Linked DNA regions of Sus scrofa: region 1 is linked to region 2. The links are chromatin contacts, called in public HiChIP or PLAC-seq maps. All regions are on one chromosome and are shown on one strand. The core of a region is the stretch at or near the end of the contact, and the rest is flanking DNA. Distances in the headings are between cores, read along the strand shown. Region 1 holds the start of LOC110259834 (proline-rich protein 36-like). Region 2 holds the start of EIF3B (a long non-coding RNA gene).

The links. HiChIP or PLAC-seq counts read pairs in DNA pulled down with a chosen protein or histone mark.
Region 1: an H3K27ac HiChIP or PLAC-seq map of alveolar macrophages shows a contact between it and region 2. The contact joins the promoter of LOC110259834 here to the promoter of EIF3B in region 2. A contact is called at or near these places in 1 of 47 Hi-C or Micro-C datasets (epiblast stem cells) and 1 of 2 datasets of contacts at active chromatin or transcription factors (alveolar macrophages).

What each region holds. Positions count from the first base shown.
Region 1 is chr3:1,822,484-1,827,331 of Sscrofa11.1, reverse strand. It overlaps LOC110259834 (proline-rich protein 36-like), which reads left to right and starts at 2,996. Exons shown (of 2, transcript XM_021086002.1): 1 at 2,996-3,200; 2 at 3,506-4,848. TTYH3 (protein tweety homolog 3) reads left to right here. Exons shown (of 14, transcript XM_021085989.1): 14 at 1-1,048.
Region 2 is chr3:1,643,701-1,648,053 of Sscrofa11.1, reverse strand. EIF3B (a long non-coding RNA gene) reads right to left here and starts at 2,592. Exons shown (of 19, transcript XR_002342196.1): 1 at 1,873-2,592.

The sequences.
Region 1 (4,848 bases), core at 1,747-4,246, 180 kb before region 2:
CTGCCCCGCCGCGCGGCCGCCGAAATGTGAATGTACATAGCGTGAGAGCCGGGCTGCGGGCCCGCGCCGCTCGGAGCCCCCCGTGCCTCGTGTGCGTGTGTGGCCACCCGTCTGTGACTCCGCAGAGCTTCTTCCGTTCACCGAGGCTGAACAAAGGAAAAGGGGGACGCCAAATGGGGGGCAAGAGCGGCCTTGGCCCTGGAGGGGCGCGCATCCGCCCTCGGTTTTACTTATGTTCCAAGTTTTCAGGCCCTCTGCTAACCAGCCCCGTCCCGGTGACCTCTCCACATCTGCTCCCACCCCTGCACCTGTGGGCCTTGCTCCCCGCAGGCCCCACAGCATCCTGGGAGGTGGTCCTTGACCACGTGGATGGGAGGGAGAGGCCCCGGGACCCCCTGCCGGGCTAGGCGGACAGGAGGAGTTGCAGCGCGGGTGCGCGTCCCCCTAGGCTCCCCTGACCCTATGTCCCCCTCCACGCCCACCCCATCTCACTATGCAATTCCAGACCGATCTCCACCGTTCCTTCCCCCCTACCCCAGAGCCCCCTCCCACCCGGGAGGGGTGCGTGGGTGGCAGCCCCAACTGCTGTGCCGGGCGGCGACCAGGGCCTCTTGTGTGGGATTTTTTTCTTTAACCATAATGGTTGTGTGCCACCCCACTTTATATTTGTTTAATATGATATATCTCTCCGAGTAATTTTGTTAAGACCAACCCCCCCCCCACGGGTTCCCCTCCTGGCCCTTGCACCCTCCCCTCCAACGTGATTCAGCGTCCAGACCGGGGAACTGAGGCCTGAACCGCTAGGCATTCTCCAACCTCTCTAGGGCCATGGCTGTATGTGCTGTCGCTGTGTTTCTGTTTTGGGGGGAGTTTTTTGGTTTTGTTTTTTTTTTTTTTCTTTCTTTTTAAACTGGGTTTGGGGTTTGATTTTTATTTCTCTGGGGCCTTTATTTTTCTTGGCAGATACTAAAAATCTCGTCAATGTAATTTCTGTGGTTTCTATTCAGCCTGGGTCTCATGTTTTAAAATAAACAAATTTTAAAGAACAGGCCTTTTTCACTGAATTGTTTTGGCTCCCACCCAAGTCTGTGGGCAGGGCGGCCACGTGCCGGGAGCCACTAGGGCCGGGTCGGCCCCGGTGGGCGGGGTCGGCCCCGGTGGGCGGGGTCTCGCGGGAGGGCGGGGCGGGCGGCAGGCGCGCGGAGCGACGGTCTCCGCGGCGTCGTAAAAGCCCGGTGTGCAGCCTGCGCTTGCGCCGAAGAGACCTAACGAGATGCGGCTTGCGGTGCGGAGGGTTCCTTTCTCCAGCCACCAGGAGAGGTGACAGACCTGGCCCAGGAGAGGGGGCAGAGAGGCCAAATGGGAGAATGGGCATCCCCGAGCCCCCACTGCGGTACCTCCTCGTCCTTGCAGGGGTACCTCCACCCCCACCCCCGCGACGGGCCTCCCCGGAGCCCGTATAGGGATCTGCGCTGGAGCCCAGGCCGGCGCTCCCAGGTGTTCCCGTCGGGAAGGGGCTGTGTTGTCCGAGGCCACGGAACCCAGCACATCACCCTAGGGAGGGGGAGGCCTACCACTCACCACCCAGGGAGACCTGAAGGCGGCGAGTTGGAGGAGGCATGTTCTCCCATGCGGGGTGCACAGGTGGGGAGGGGGCTGTGAGTCCCCGCTGAGGACAACCAGGCTCCCGTGGCATTGCAGGGGCACTGGGCACACGCCAGCAGCCTGGCCCAGTGGTTCAGATTTGACTGGCTTCTGAGGAAGGGGGCCCAGGATACGTAAGCTCTGAAGGGGAGACGCTGAGCACCCAGGGGTGGAGACGTTTGGGGCTCTGTGCTGCCGTGGTGCCATGGGGGGAAGAGAGTGAACTGGGGACCTTTGGGCCTAGGAGCCAAAAAAGGCGAGCGAGCCCCAGGCTTGGAATGAGAGCCAGGGGCCAAGAGGCAAAGACCCTGGCCCTCTGAGGCCCCAGCTTCCTGCCTGCATATCAGGGCAGGCACAGTGGCGTCCTGCCTCTCGAGGCTGCCACACTCCTTGGCTAACGGCCCCTTCCTGCATCCTCCTGGCCAGCAACGCAGCACCTTTAGGTCATTTTTGTTCTGACCCTGGCCCTCCTGCCTCCCTCTTTTTTTTAACTGGTTTTTTTGTTTTGTTTTGTTTTGTTTTTTCCGGTCTTTTTTGCCATTTCTTGGGCCACTCCCACGGCATATGGAGGTTCCCAGGCTAGGGGTCGAATCGGAGCTGTAGCCACTGGCCTACGCCAGAGCCACAGCAATGGGGGGATCCGAGCTGTGTCTGCAACCTTCACCACAGCTCACAGCAACGCTAGATCCTTAACCCACTGAGCAAGGGCAGGGATGGAACCCGAAACCTCATGGTTCCCAGTCGGATTCGTTAACCACTGCGCCACGACGGGAACTCCCTGCCTCCCTCTTTAAAGGACCTCTCTGAGCATCGGGCCTACCTAGATCATCCAGGATGTTCTTCCCATCTTGAGAGCCTTAATTTTCTCAGACCTGCAAAATCCTTTTGCCCCCTAAGGCGACAAAGTCATAGATCCCAGGGATTAGCCCTTGGACATCTTTGGGGGCCATTATTCTGCGTACTGTGGGAAGATCTGGAGACTATCTGAGAAAAGCATTCCAGGCAGAGTGAGCAAAGGCCCTGAGGCAGCTACACGCCCAGCATGTCCAAGCAGGGAGGTGAAGGTGACCGGAGCGGAAGCATCAAGGGGAGAGTGGTTAGAAATGAAGCAGCGGGAGTTCCCGTCGTGGCGCAGTGGTTAACGAATCCGACTAGGAACCATGAGGTTGCGGGTTCGATCCCTGCCCTTGCTCAGTGGGTTAACAATCCAGCGTTACCATGAGCTGTGGTGTAGGTTGCAGACGCGGCTCGGATCCTGCGTTGCTGTGGCTCTGGCGTAGGCTGGTGGCTACAGCTCCGATTGGACCCCTAGCCTGGGAACCTCCATATGCCGCGGGAGCGGCCCAAGAAATAGCAAAAAGACAAAAAAAAAAAAAGAAAAAGAAATGAAGCAGCGGGTGGGGACTGCCAAGGGCTTGTAGGCCTTGTAAGGACTTTGACCTTGACTCAGGGTTAGGCCACGGAGGGTCTGAGCAGACTGAAGTGACCTAACACTCACTTTAAAGGATGGCCCTGCCTGCTGAGTCAAGACAGGAGCAAGGGCAGAAGTGATGCAGGTGAGAGCCGAGGGTGGCCCAGGCCAGTGAAAAGGGACTGGGCTTGGGAAAGTGACACCAGCAGGACTTCCTGGCAGACTGCGTGTAGGCAGGGGCTTTGGGTTGAGCAGTTGACGGGGAGGTATTGTCACAAAGACACAGGATTGGGGAAGGTCCAGTGTTGGAGATGTGGAGCCCGAGGTGTTCGTGAAATAACCCAGGGAAGGTTTGGAGATGTATGGTCAGGCCACTCAAGATGGCTGTTCTCTTGCTCTCTCTACATCCGCTGCCCGACCTGTACCTGCTTCACCTGTACCCGCGCTCAGGACTGACCTACCTGCAGACCTGCGCAGGCCCCAGCTGCTGATTGTTTTTATCAGCGGGCTGTGAGGGGCGTGCCTTGCTGGTTTCTCTGCTAACTAGCGCGCTAACCTGAAGTCAATTCCGCCTATGACTGGCAGGCTCCCCTTCCTCTCTGGAGCAGAGCACTGCCACTGCCCTGTCCTGCCCACGCCCGCGGTGGTTCGTCGCTCCAGGACGTTGCTGCAGACATGTAAGCTCCCCCATCCATTAAACCACTGCCGTATGTGTCGCTGACTCCAGGCTTCCTTCAGTCTTGTAGCCAGGCGAGCACAAGGCCTTGTAGGCCTGTGGGGTGCAGCCGACAGGAGAGGTGGCGGGATGAACGCGTCTGGGATTCTGGGAGAGCACTGGGTGGAGACTGTCGGGTGGAGTCTGGCTTGGACCTGTGTTGAAAGCCACAAGCCTGGGTGACATCTCCCAGCGAGTGAGTGTGGACGAGGAGATGGCAGGGCCAAGGACCGGGCTGGGGGCCTCCAATCTGGCATTTAAGAGGTGGAGGGGTGACCAGGGAGGCCAGAGGAAGCCCAGGACAGTGGGTGTCCTGGGAGCTGTGACAGTGTCGTGGGATGAGGGACCCCAGCGGATGCTGCTGATGGCCGGGTTCCACGAGGACTAGGAAATGACCGGCCATTTGGTGACCTGGACGCCTTCAGAGAAGAACAATTCAAACGGGGGCTGGGGTGGCAGGTCTCTGAAGCAGAGAGGAAGTGGGGTGCTGTGGGAGAGCGGGGGTGGGGGGCAGAGATGGTGGGTCTGCCCAGAGGCCCCCGCGACGCTTGGTCTGGCACAGGTGAGACTCACCAGGCGGGGAGGCAGGCCCTCCAGCCGCCCAGGTGTGGGTGGTGAGTGGGCAGCAGGCTGAAAGCAGCAGGTCAGAGACTACAGAAGGTGTGGAGGTGAGAGAGGCCAAGGGAGGTGACGGTGACTTGCAGCGGGTGACCAGACCCTGGGGTTTCAGGCAGCGGGGGGGACAAGCCCTCCAGGGGTAGGGGACCAGGGGCCCAGCGGACTCAGGAAATCGGAGGGAGTGAGCTGGATAACAGCAGGTGCAGGCAGAGTGGCCCTCTGCTGCCACGGGGTGGCCAAGGTTTGGGGAGTGACCATGGAGGGGGCGGGGTCTTGGGGAAGCAGACGCCAGGAGTGTGGCAGGGTCAGGACGCCAAGTCACTAGAGCAGTGTGGGAGTGGCCGTGAGCCAGGAGTCGAGTCAACATCATACCAGGAGGAGGCGCCTGTGGGTACCTGCGTGGAGGGGCGGCAGGTGTGATCCCGTTAAGGGGGGAGGGGGAGAAGGCGGGGCGGGCCAG
Region 2 (4,353 bases), core at 1,343-3,842:
TAAATATAGGAAAACTTGGTGTGGTAAAAAAACCATTTGTCTCGCTGCGGGGGTTGGGGGGGTGCCCAGCGACCCCGCCCTGTGAATTCTCAGCAACAAGGACAACAGTGTCTTATGGGTTACGGGCTTCAACGGCGTCGGCAGCTCCCAAGTCCTCACTACCTGTGGATCCCTTCCTGCTTTTCAGGCTGAAATGTCTCATAAAATAAAAGACGGGAGTTCCCATCGTGGCGCAGCAGAAACGGGTCAGACCAGGAACCATGAGGCTGTAAGTTCCATCCAAGGCCTCATTCAGTGGGCTAAGGATCCGGCCTTGCCGTGAGCTGTGGTGTAGGCTGCAGACCGGCTCGGATGCTGCATTGCTGTGGCTGTGGCATAGCTGGCGGCTACCTCCGATGGGACCTCTAGCCTGGGAACCTCCATAAGCCGAGGGTGTGGCCCTAAAAAACAAGCAAGCAAATAAACAACAACAACAAAAAAACCACAACAACGAAAGGAGTTCCTGCTGTGGCTCAGCAGTAATGAACCTGACTGGTACCCATGAGGACTCTTGAGTTCAACCCCTGGACTTGCTCAGTGGGTTAATGATCTGGCACTGCTGTGAGCAGTGGTGGCGGTCACAGACAGGGCTTGTATCCTGTGTCGCTGGGCTGCGGCAGTGGCTGGCAGCTGCATCTCCAGTTGTACCCCTAGCCTGGGTACGTCCGTATACCACGGGTGCGCCCCTAAAAAGCAAAAAAAAACCCAAAACAAATTAAAAAAACAGTGACAACAACAGATAGCCTTTTAAAATTATGCCTCAAATAAGTCAAATCATGATCCTGTATACTTCAAATGTACGCAGAGGTGTACATCAAATATATCTTAATAAAATTGGGGGAAAAATAAAAGCGTTTGATAAAAATGTTAAAAATATACAAAATCATGTTTCAGAGTCCAATAACTCTGTTGGTTCTCTAAACTTTTTCACCTTAGGTGCTATTCTTTATGCTTCTGACTCAATACCAGCTTGATCACACACATCTCAAAAAAATCAATCTTTACATGGTAATGTCTTAGCTTTCTCATTTACACTGGCGACCTCAATGGTGTTTTATACATTTTCTCACTTCACTGGAGGAACCCACTGCAGTGTCCCACCAGGAGAGTTAAATGGCTGGAAACAAACATAAACAAAAACAAATGAGATCAGCCAACATCACAGCTTTTGGAGACCGGCTCTCACAGGCAGAGAGCAGAAATAATGGCTGTAAGTCGAGCCAGGGCAGAAAACAAGTCAAAGAAAGCTGTGATCAGGACTACAACCTGAGAAAAAAGTATTTGCCGAAAGAAGGGTGACTGGTGCTAGGCCTACAGGCTTGGGAATCCAGCAGTCAGGCTGACACCGTCCTACTGAGCAGCTCTCTGCGGGCAGAGGCTCCGGTGGCACAGTAGGAGCAGAGGAGACCAACTTTGCCGCCCTGTTCCTCCCACTCCCGAGGGACAGCGTCCACCCACCCCTCAAGTGTCGGCACTGGGTCAATTTCAGGCCTTTGATAGGTCTGGCTGGCCACTCGGGGCACCCGGACCGCAGACAGAGAGCTGTCAACCGAGAACCTACGGCACGTGGAGTGTCCTGCTCGGCTGGACCCTAAAACCACACAGGTGCACACAGGGCCACGGCTCCTGCGTACACGCCGTGTGCTCTCATTACCCTCCAAACTCCTGGCTGTAGCATCAGAGGCTGGTTCGCGGAGTTGTCTCCACCCTGCACCCCTCTGCTTTTGAGAAAAAACGGAGATCCAGGCGCTCTGGGCGACAGGCGCAGGACAGGCACCGCTCCCGAGCATCGGGGATCGGGAATCTGGGCGCAGACCCGCCCCGCCGCCTCACCTTCCTCGCTCACGTCGTCCACGAAGTCCTCGGGGTCGCTGAAGGAGGGCTCGTCCGCGCCACCGTCCTCCGCCGCGCCGCCGGGCTCCCCACCCGCCCCCTCGGAGCCGGCCTCGGCCGCCGCGTCCCGCGCCTGCCCCGTCTCGCCTGCGGCCAGGGTTGGGGGCTCCTCGGAAGGCGGCGGGGAGGCGCCGGGGGTCGCGTCCGTCTTTTGCTCCCCGTCGGCCAAAGGCTCGGCCGGCACATCAGGCCCCGGCCCGGCCTCCGGGTCCTCGCCGCCCGCACCCTCCAGTGCGGCTGGTCGCGCTGGCTCCTCCCTCGGAGGCGCCTCTGCGGTCGGCTCTTGCTGTCCGGGCTCGGCCCGCTGCTCGGACGCCTCGGGCGCCGCCACGTTCTCCGCGTCCTGCATGGCCCTCCGGTGCCGCCTCGCCCGGGCTCGCCGCGCTTCCGACTCTCCCAGGCCGCACCGCGCGCCTACCGCCGGGCCATGTGCGAGCGGTGGGGCACTCGCAGGGATGGGGGGAGCGCCCACGCCCCGATGCCGCCCCGCGCGTCTAGAGGAGCTCACCGGGTATAAATGTGTCCACTAGGGATTACGATAGCGCTCCCGTGATAAGTGCGTGCTCAGCTCCAATCACCGCCCCTGCTCTGTTCAGTCCACAAACTGTTTGGGAACGAAACTACCCCATGTAAAGTAGCAGATGGTCCCGTCCAACATGGCAACCACTCCCTTCCTCCTCCCGTCGGGCCTTACGGTGAAGGACTAAACTATTTGTGACGCCGCAGGGAGGTACCAGAAATCATTCCAGCACGCAGATGTGCATGAAATAACAATTGACGTTAAAATTAATATTAAATAAAACTTAAAAATTTGCAGGATATTTTGTTTGGGATATCTTAGCCTTTCACCAACTATTTCAATTACTAAGTCCCCCCCACGTCGGTTTTTAGACTCGTCTACTGACGGGGAAAAGAACGGACGATTCCAAAATATAACAGGAATTCTTAGCGAGCCATAGATGGCCAAAGCTACTAGAGGGACGACTGCCTGGCGCAATACCAAAAAAATGAGTGAGAGATGTTTAAATCACTCCCAAGCCCACCGCGGTGGCTGTAACTCCGTCGACCCCCATTCTGGGGATCACGGTGGTTCGGCCCGCTCGGGGCTCCGCCCCCAGACGCGCTAAAGAGCGCGGGTCTCGGGAGCGGGGCGGGGTCAGCCGCTGGAGCGTGGGGCGGGGCGGAGCCGGACTCGGGGCGGGGCCTGGATCGGGGCGGCTAGTGGGCGGGGCCGGCTTTGTGGGCGGGCAAGAGGGCGTGGCCGGTGTGGCCCGCGCGGCCGCAGGCCGGGTCTCCGGAGGTGCGGGTGTGCGGCGCCTCTGGGTTAGGTTTGCTTCGTCTGGAAGGTAATCTCAATTCGCATCTTGTGTTTTGCTTGTTGCCGGGGGTGAGGGCCACCGCCCATTAATCATTTTATGAAAGAAGACGATGGCTGCTGCGATGGGGAATGGGGAGTTGGAATTTCACGGGGACCAAGTTTGATTTCGAGAAGGTGGATGGTGGTGGCGCATGCACGACACTGTGAATGTACTTACTGCCCCGAACTCTACACTGAAAAGTGGCCAAAATGGTTAATGGAATGTTGTGTATGTTTTACCACAGTTGAAAGGGAAAAAAAAAGAGGTGTTCCGGTTGTGGCGCCGCGAAACGAACCCGACTGGTATCCATGAGGACGCAGGTTCGATCCCTGGCCTCACTCAGGGGTTAACGATGCGGCGTTGCCATAAGCTGTGGTGTAGGTCGTAGACCCGGCTCGGATCTGGCCTTGCTGTGGCTGTGGTGAAGGCTGGCATCTGTAGCTCCGATTGGACCCCTGGCCTGGGAACCTCCATGTGCTGCCGGTGCAGCCCTTAAAGAAGAAAAAAGAGAAAAGAACCGGGGTTTTGGGTGCCGAGCACAGGTTCTGAATCCTCCTCTTCTTTCAGCCTTGTAACTTTGGGCACTGCTTGGCCTCTGGGCCTTGGCTTCCCCACCTGTAAAGTGAGAGGTAGCCTGTAAACCCGCTTCACAAAGACAAGGTAATTTCTCCTGGCCGTCCTCATTATCCTCCTAATTTCTAGGTTTATCTGCTGTTTTCATAGATGATTTGGGCACTGCCTGCCCTGTTGTTCTAGAATGTGCTATTGGTGGCAATGAGTGAATAAGAAAAAAATACAGACAAGTGTGAAAGCAGCTGACGGTAGCTGGGCAGCTACAGGTTTCTTAGGGAAGACTTCTGCCTGCAGGGGCGCAGGTGTTGCAAACAGTAGCCACTCATTACTGCTTCCCAGTGAAGGGACTTGTCATATCCTATCCTGTGGGTAAAATTATGGATGTGCTCACGATGCAGAAGCATATGTTTTTTCAAAATACATCTCTAAGTGTTCCAGGGAGAGCACGGAGACCCTCAGCGGTCCCTGCAAAGCCTGAGGGGGGCTGCGA